Linked DNA regions of Capsicum annuum: region 1 is linked to region 2. Evidence: chromatin contacts called from public Hi-C data. All regions are on one chromosome and are shown on one strand. The core of a region is the stretch at or near the end of the contact, and the rest is flanking DNA. Distances in the headings are between cores, read along the strand shown.

What was found. Hi-C and Micro-C count contacts between places; a contact is called where the count stands out from the background.
Region 1: a contact with region 2 is called in a Hi-C map of leaf, with 2.9 times the contacts expected there. The contact joins the promoter of LOC107854314 here to the promoter of LOC107878180 in region 2. A contact is called at or near these places in 2 of 5 Hi-C or Micro-C datasets (leaf and placenta).

Annotation. Positions count from the first base shown.
Region 1 is chr7:171,487,540-171,492,531 of UCD10Xv1.1, reverse strand. It overlaps LOC107854314 (small ubiquitin-related modifier 1), which reads right to left and starts at 2,259. Exons shown (of 3, transcript XM_016699318.2): 1 at 1,807-2,259. The coding sequence starts at 1,884.
Region 2 is chr7:171,275,077-171,279,967 of UCD10Xv1.1, reverse strand. LOC107878180 (clathrin coat assembly protein AP180-like) reads right to left here and starts at 1,450. Exons shown (of 1, transcript XM_016725097.2): 1 at 1-1,450. The coding sequence starts at 647.

The sequences.
Region 1 (4,992 bases), core at 1,010-3,509, 210 kb before region 2:
AGTCTACCATTGATGACTAAGGCATCACAGTGTCATGATCCTCAGCAAACAACATTGATTAAACTAGACCTAGCAGCTAGGTTTAATACCTTATCAAACAAGTACGTATTCAAATCTCAAAAACATAGTACTATCTCAATCCAACTGAACAATACAAGCATAGTTATGATGTACCGTCTTAATCCCAACCCTGCAATAACCCTTCCCACAAGAATGATTGGAGTTTACCACAAGGGAAAATAACCATGCTGGAAGCCAATATTTTGCATGTATTAAACTTTATATATCAGAGCAAACAATATGTTACACGGATTCAAAATTATGTTCAGTACCCTATGGAGCAAACGCCTGCTCTTTACCCAACCGATCACACCGTTGAAAACAAACCTGGCTAGTAAATGCTAGGAAATGAGTGACTTTTGCAAACCCAAAATGCACAGAAAAATTTTATGGGAAAAGACCACCACTCTTTTCTAAATATAATCTGACAAACATAGATATCTTGATTAATGACTCGGAGTAATATTTTAACCTCGAAACACAAACGGTACACTATTATTACTAATATATATTCTTTGCAAAAACAATGATACATAAAACCCAACTCCTCACAGATGGCACACTTGAAAACATTTCAGAAGCTTTCTGTATTTGCATCCAGACTGATCACAAGATGCATTAGCAGCAATAACAAAACTCTGAGACTAAAATATGAGGTAACTGCTTAATCTTTCAGTTTCGAAGAAGCCCAACACAAATTTACAAGAATAAATAAGCAAGCAAACAAAAAGAAATATATGATCAACAAACATGTTAACGCAGCTACCTAGAACACTAAAACTAATACTCCCTCTGTCCATCTTTACTTGTCTAGTAAACTAAACATAGTTGTCCAACTTTATTTGTTCGGTTTGGAGAACCAAGAGATAATTTACCATTTCTGTTTATTTTACCCTTGTTATTAAATACTATTCATTTCCCCATATATAACCCTTTTATTTATTGCTTGTTAAGGGGTGTGCCACGTAAAACATGGACAATTAAAGATGGAAGGTGGGAGTATGAAATATAAATGTTTTTTGGGTACATATGAGATAACTGCTTAACAAGTTTTAAGTTAGGCACAGTATTTTCTACTTGATCCAAGTTAATTTGGTGCTTATCGAATGAATCAGTTAATGTACTCGAACAAAATTTATACTCAGTCAGTTAAAGAAGATGTAAAACTCACTCTGCAGCATAAAAAGACCACCATTCCAGATTTTGTTAAAAATAAAACAAAACAATTGCAACATAAAAGAGGCCAGGGGCTGAGCGAGTTAAGGCCCTTTAGTGGAAAATCACACTGTTTATAAATAATTAAACTAAAAATTACACAACTTATGTTTTCAATATTACAAAAAATCCCAACTCCCTAAACATATTAGAAAAATCCCAACATATACCCAGAATGCTATGTATATGTCGGCTATGTTATGTATATTAATAGGGAGAGAGAGTAGAGTAATTTAAAAAGTTGGGAGAGAGTGCAATTACTTCTAAAAGGGTTGGTATTTATGTTATTTATACATAATTAAAAGCATTTTTCCATGTACATACAGCAGATGGTAAACCCTAATACAGATTAATGAAACAACTAAAACATATGATGATAAAAAAGGCATACAAAAAACAGGATCAGACATGATAATATTGAAAAGGAACACTGGAATCTAACACATAATGAAGATCTAGAAACAAAACCCTAACCAGAGGAGACAAATATATGAATATGCGTCGGATTATTATAGGGTAAAAGGGGTAAACCTGTCCTTTGACTTTGAGATTGATGTGAACTTGATCGGCGCCGCCGGGCTTCTTATCTTCCTCCCCTGCTTGAGACATTTTTCCTCTACTTTTCTCTGCCTTCGTCTTTTCTGCTGCTGTTATATTTATCGCCTAAACCAAAAGGAAGGAAGATTATACGACTTATCGATTTTATTGGCTATACGTTAATTTATACTCTTCACTTTTTGTTTTTTTTTTTTTTAATTCTATATTACTGTTTTGCCCTTGGCGTTGAAACCACGCAACCTTTTTTTGCTTTTTTTTACTTTTCAAATTCTGTCCTTTTCATCCTTTTTTATTTTTTGTTCCTCTAGCATTTGTTGGATATTCGATAAAATTTCAATTTGTATATTTTAGAAGTTCAAATTTGATGATGGTGTATTTACTAAAATTTTACTCATAAAAAATGAAAATTATATTTTCATGTTCAAAATGAAATTTTGAAAATTTTAAATGTTATTAAATCCTCAGCTCTAATTTGGTTGATCTATTCTTTTCAAATCCATTTAAAAATAATAATTTTTTTTTTTTTTACAAACTATTTAATTTCATTTCACTTTCTAACTTGTTTAACACCACAACGTTTACGTAGAAGTTTGACCATTAAAATTAAAATCTTTTAAGAGTTGAAGTTATATTTGATTATGAATATAAGTTGTAGTTTTTAAAATTTTATAAGAGAATTTAACGTTTTATGCGTTCACTTTATTTTTTGTGATTGTTATTTTTATTATACAACTATAAATTATAACAGAATTAACTTATATCTTAAAATAAAAATATTATATACATGTTTCATGCCCTTCAATTATGTAAAATGGTGTAAAAATATACTTTGTCTATCCATTGAGCTTAAAATGCCTTTTTCGTTTACCTATTTTGCTTAAAATGTCTTTCTCATCTACCTATTGAGCCTAAAATGTTCTTCTCATATACCTATTGGGCTATTTTACCCTTTTATTTAGGCAAATTACATAGAAAGTTCATCCTTAAAACTCAATTACATAAATAATTGTACTTTTTCAACATTTCAAAAATAAAAGATTTTTTTTTACATATATAGCCATTTAAAAAAATCAGAAAAGATAATTATAATTCCTAATTTAATGCTATAACTAATTATCAATTCACCTTAATTTAAGAGATATATTTTCAATCTTCAAATTAAAAGTGAAAAAGATAATCGATGCTTTCAAATCTGTCTCTTATATTCAAAATTAAAATATTTTTAAATAAACTAAGTATTCAATTATTTGCTCGTGTATGTTTTGTTTTGTTTTCATGTATATCAATCATCTAGTATTATTTCATTATCGTGTATTTTCAATTCTAATGTAATGAATTAATCATAATTTTGTATAGATAAATATTTATGGAATAAAAATCATTATGCTGGAAGTACAGATATACTATGTTTTTTTGTTGTATAGATATAATTTATGTCAAAGTCAAATTATTATTATATTTTTTATATAATTTACGCGATAAATATTCATGGTATATCTCACTATGTTGAAAGTACTTTTCTTGTTAAAAAATTATTTATTAAATATAAATATGTATTCTCATATTTCATGGTATAAACTTTTATATCTAAAATATATCATATTTTTATAGAGGTATCGTGAAAGTAGGCAATAAAAATGAAAAACATAAAATTTCGATATAGTGTATAAAAAAGGAATGAATAAAGGCTTCCATAAAAACAGGCAATGAATTAGAAATATGGAAATTTAATATATAATTATTTTTCTATCTATTAAAATTTGTTATAAAAGTAAATATTTTATATGTTATATCTGACAACCAACTATTACGGCTATGTATATGTAATAATTTTTGTAAATGGCTATTTATATTATTTTTATTTTTATTTATTAGATCAATTTAGAACGATAAAAAATTGATGTTGTGCACTATTTATTTGGTTAATATTAATAAAAATGATAGGAATTTTATGTAATTTAATAAAGATAAGTTGTGGTATTATATAATTTTTTTTCTTCAATAAAAGAGCAAAATAGAGCCAATAGGAAGACGAAAAGGGCATTTTAGGTCTAATAGGTAGACTGGAAGGGCATTTTAGGCCCAATAGGTAGACGGATGATATTTTTGCACCATTTCACATAGTTGAAGGGCATTTTAGGTCCTTTTCCGTTGTTATTTTTACTATACAACTATAAATTATAATAGAACTAACTTATATCTTAAATAAAAATAATATATACGTGTTTCATGTATTAATTTAATTACTCATTTTACACGTTCACTTTATTTTTTGTGATTATGATTTTCATTATACAACTATAAATTATAATAGAACTAACTTATATCTTAAATAAAAATATTATATTCAAAAATTAATTTAATAAAATTAATATAATGTAACAAAGATATTACATTAAAAAATAATTACGAATATTAAAAACTTAATTAATGATCTTATATAATATAATATGTTAAATTAATAAAAAAATAAAGAGCATAAATAGTGCATCATCTTCAAATTTGAAGAAACACTATTAATCCCTCCAAATATAAAATATAAAGGGTAATTTGAAGTTTTCTTTTTCAACTATGGAGTACAGAGGGTAAAATGAGACATCAATCCAAACTGCCCAATTTGTGGTCATAATTCATAATTCCAGCATCATATTTTCTTTAAGTATGCTTGTCACGATTCAAATGGCCATGAGTGACACCCACACTAATCTTCCTATGGGAGAATCATCTAAACCAAACCATAACCAAAACACTTAGTCAATATTAAGATGATATTATTATAAAATCAATATAATAACCATAATACAAGACTAATCGTTATTAATGGGGAAGTCAAACAAACTACCTACAAAAATCCCCAAGACCCGAAAGTCATCGTACAAGAACTACGAACAAAGATCATGTCTAAAGAGATTTCCCAAATAAAGTAAATAAAGAATATTTCATTGCCCGAAAGATGGACAAGAACAAATAAGATGACCTATGGAAGCCTGGAGATGGAGTGCTCACCCTTGGATCAAGATCTGCTATCAAACTCTAGAGGTGAGATCATGTATGAGCCTCTAGAACAATTTCTGCACTCAACAAAAGAAGAGTACAGGGTAGTATCGGTACAAACCACTATGTACTGGTAGGTATCATAGGCCAACTCAATTTAATAAC
Region 2 (4,891 bases), core at 201-2,700:
GCAATTGCCCTTTCAAGCAATCTTTGCCAATACGAAATCTTGTCAAGTAGCATTGCTGGTTTCATTTCGCGTATCGCCTCATTAGTCGTGCTCCTGCTCCTCCTACTCCTGCTAATATCACTGCAACTCCGTGAATAGGTGGAGTTTACAGGGTCGTTGTAATTGCACCGCCTTTGGAGTTTTCCCGTGAGAAAACAATCTAAACGCTCATCAAGATAAAGTGCAAACGTTCTAATAAAGGCGGTGAAATCCCAGGGGCTAGAATTTGAATCATCGCGAAAATTGGAAAGGTTGAGAATTTTGGTGCCACGTTTCATGGCATGAAGGACTTCTCGAGGGAAATAAGGATCGCCATCTTGGAAGATTCTAAGGACAAGCATTAAAGATTTGAGGGCGACGATCCAATTCCTAGTACGACCAATGCGTTTGCCAATGGCACGAGCACATGCAGCTGCGTAGGCCTTGTTGGAGGAGACTAATTGGACAACCTCATGAATGTAACGCTCATCAACAGGGACATCATCGTGTGTGGTGGCTTTTAAGACAGCAACTTCAAGTGTTGAGGAAGTGTTGCTAGAAACTTTGGCAAGGCTAATGCTGGTTTGATCTTTCACTGCAGCAATTGCCTTCTTTAGCTTGCTTGGCATGTTAGTCACTCTAATAACTCCTGTTTCTTCTTATTTTTTTCCCTTTGTCCAATTTCTTAATTTAATGCAGAAAATTTGTACAAAACATGATCATGTGATTGATCCTTTTTTCAAATAAAAGAAGTACCTCACCTCCATTACGAGGAAGTTATTGGAGCCGGGATATTGATTTTTTAAAATCTTTCTCGTAGCTTCTGATCACCACGTAAGAGATCAAACAAGAAGATTTGTTTTTGATGATAAAATTTATTGATGACAAGATTTAATGTTTCAGGGGGAAAGGTAGAGAGATAGATTTTCCTTAGCTATTGTCAGATCAATTCCAATTCCTGTTTTTAACGAAATAGGGGAAAGGCAGAACTGCGGCGGCTATTGGGAACGAGCGATAGCTTAGGACTAAAAGTGCCAACTATCTATGAATGACCAGGATCGGAAATGCTAGTCGAACAAGATGGAGTTAGTCTAGAAGACATTTGAAAGATGGTCGTTTTTCCATGTTCTTTTTTTCTTCGATCTGAATCAGTCATTGCGTTTCTGTTTCTGATGTGAAAAATGAGAGGATCTCCATGAGTTTCTCTCAGTCTTGGTACGAAATTCTATCACAGCCACTAAAAGGACTCATAGTCGCATGTAATATAAAATACTTCTTATACAAAAGGCATGAAAAGTTAAAAAAAAAATACAAACTCCATTATTTATTGAACAGATACTTGCTATAGGAATAATGATAAATAACACTGCCCCTCAAAGTAGCGATAAGATTTGCTTATATCACATTCTTCTTAGATCCCGCACGATATGTTATTGTTGTATAACCTAAGCATCTATCTAATATAAAGATAATACTACTCCCTCCGTTTCATAATAAATAAATTGTTGAATTTTGACACACAAATTAAAGAAAAAATATTAAAGACATAAATTTAACATAACTTTTCATTTTTACCAAAAAAAAACAATTGACCTTGTCATACCTTTTGAAAAATTAATTGGTTGTCAAATCATAAGGGTAAATTTGAAAAAAAAATTTAACGATTCACTTATTTTGAAACACCAATAAATACTTCAACAATTCACTTATTCCGAAACGGTGAGACACCAATAAATACTTCAACAATTCACTTATTCCGAAACGGTGAGAGTATTTACTAATTATTGTCCATTAGATCCTACTAGTATCTTTTAAATACTATTAACTGTCAAAAAAAATGGTGATCTGCTGTTCTTCTTTGAAATTGTTATTTCATTCATCAGCTGGACCTGAATTTGTTCACAAAACGGAATGTACATACTTTGAGTCTCCCCACTCCTATGTGAATTGAGTTAAACCCTACATTTAATATTAAGATCGTCCCAGAATCTAGGCCGGCTTGATTTTCACTCAACTAATGATGTTATTATTTCATAAAGTCACTTTTTCTAATACTAATTTCTTCAATAAATAAAATTATTTTTTAAAATAATAATTATTAATTGAGTGACCATCTGACAAATCAATGGAATGTAGGCCTCGACTCAAAATTGAGCTCTATAAGTTGGGCTCAGATTACACAATAAGCCCATATGGACTAGTACTCATGGGCCATAGCCGGTGATACTAGCCTGCAGTCCACCAAAGAGCCCGCCCATCTGCAGACCACATCTGTAAGAAGGTGAATCTTAAAAATAGATTTAAATTGGGTTGACTTTCAAATTTTAGCCCCAAATAAAATAACTTTCTTAAAATAGCTTTTACCTGTTAACTAATATTTTTTTTGGACAAAATGACCCCTGATCAATGGAGTAAATTATATAAATGATCCTCATAATGGATAACAACTCCATATTTATATCTTTCAACTTTTATTTTTTTTCTCTTATTAATTTTATTTTGATTTTTCTTTTTTCGTTTTAATTTTCTAAACCCTTACTTTTTTCCTTTTTTCCTCTCAACTTCTTTTTTTCTTTTATATTATTTTTATTTTTTCCTTCCTTTTTTTTTTTGTTTTTTAAGTTTTTCTCAACACTTACTTTTTTCTTTATACTTTTCAACGTCTACTTTTATAAAAGAAAAATTGTTTTATTTATCTTTTGAAATTTTTTTCGACCTTTATTTTTATTTAATCTTTCTTTTTTTATCAATCTTTATTTTTTTCTTATTCTCTCTCAACTTCTACATTTTCTTTTATTTTTATAATATATTTCTTCATTTTCTTCTTTTTCTGCAATTTTTATTATTTTTATTCTTTTTTTCGATTTATTTCATTTAAGTTACATCTTATGAGCAGGAGTTGATACTATCACATTATAAAGACAAGACTTACAACTTTTGAACAATAAACTACGTTTCATGGGTAAGAGTTGACACTACTACATTGTAGAGGCAAGACTTATGACTTTCAAACAACAAGTTATGTTTCATGGGCAAAAGTCGACACTATCACATTGTATTTTGATTTATGAGATGTTTTATAACTCTTACCTTAGAGGAAAGACTTAGCTCAGGGACTTTCAAATAGCAAATTATACCCGACGGGCAAGAGTTAATTCTACCACGTTATGTTTTCATTTACGAGATGTTCTACAACTATTGCCTTAGAGACAAGACGTAGCTCAAGGGCTTTCAAACAACAAGTTATGTTTCGTGGGCAAGAGTCGACACTTCCACATTGTATTTTGATTTATGAGATGTTCTACAACTATTATCTTAGAGGCAAGACTTAGCTTAGGGACTTTCAAACAACAAATTATGTCCCACGTGCAAGAGTTGACTCTACCGCGTTATGTTTTCATTTATGAGATGTTCTACAACTATTGCCTTAGAAGCAAAACTTAACTCAAGGACTTTCAAATAACAAATTATGCCCCACAGGCAAGAGTTGACTCTACCACGTTATATTTTCATTTATGAGATGTTCTACAACTATTACCTTAGAGGCAAGACTTAGCTCAAGGACTTTCAAACAATAAATTATGCCCCACGGGCAAAAGTTGACTTTACCACATTATGTTTTCATTTATGAGATGTTCTACAACTCTTGCCTTAAAGGCAAAACTTGACTCAAGGACTTTCAAACTACAAATTATGCCCCACGAGCAAGAGTTGACTTTACTACATTATGTTTTCATTTATGATATGTTCTACAACTATTACCTTAAAGGCAAGACTTAATTAGCTCAAGGATTTTCAAACTACAAATTATGCCTCACGGGCAAGAGTTGACTCTACCACGTTATGTTTTCATTTCTGAGATGTTCTACAACTATTGCATTAGAGGCAAGACTTAGCTCAAGGACTTTCAAACTATAAATTATGTCCCACGGGCAAGAGTTGATACTACCACGTTATGTTTTCATTTATGAGATGTTCTACAACTCTTGCCTTAGAGGAAAGACTTAATTAGCTCAAGGACTTTCAAACTACAAATTATGCCCCACGGGCAAGAGTTGACTCTACCACGTTATGTTTTCATTTATGAGATGTTCTACAACTATTACCTTATTGGCAAGACTTAGCTCAAAGACTTTCAAACTACAAATTATGCTCCATGGACAGGAGTTGACACTACCACGGTATGTCTTCATTTATGGGATGTTCTATAACTCTTGCATTAGAGGCAAGACTTAGCTCAAGGACTTTCAAATAATAAATTATGCCACACGGGCAAGAGTTGACACTACCATATTATGCCTTTATTTATGAGATATTCTACAACTCCCCCCTTAGAGACACGACTTATCTCAAGAATTTTCAAAGAACTTCGTAACAACAATTCATACCCTTAAATTTGCTTTGATGTCAAAAAAAGAAGATACATTTGCGGATTATTCATTTTTTTATTTATTAGAAAAATATAATAGAAGTTGAGAAAAAAAGAAAAAAATGATCAAACAAAATAGAGAAATAAAAAAAATATTGAGAAAAAAAGAAAATAAAAAAAATAAAGATCATGAAAAAAATGAAGTATTAAAAAAATTGAGAAAAAATAAAAATAAAGTTTAAGGAAAATGAGGGGAAAAAAAGAACTGAAAAAAGAATAAATGATCAAATAAAATAGAGAAATAAAAAAAATGAGAAAAAAAAGGCAAGAAAAAATAGAGATTGAGAAAAAAAGCAAAGAATTAAAAAATTGAGAAAATAAAAAATGAGAGAAAAAATAAAAATAAAGTTTGAGAAAAATGAGGAAAAAAAAAGAGAACTGATAAAAATAAAAAATAAAAGAAAAATAAAGGTTAAAGACAAATGAATTAAAAAGGAGAAAAAA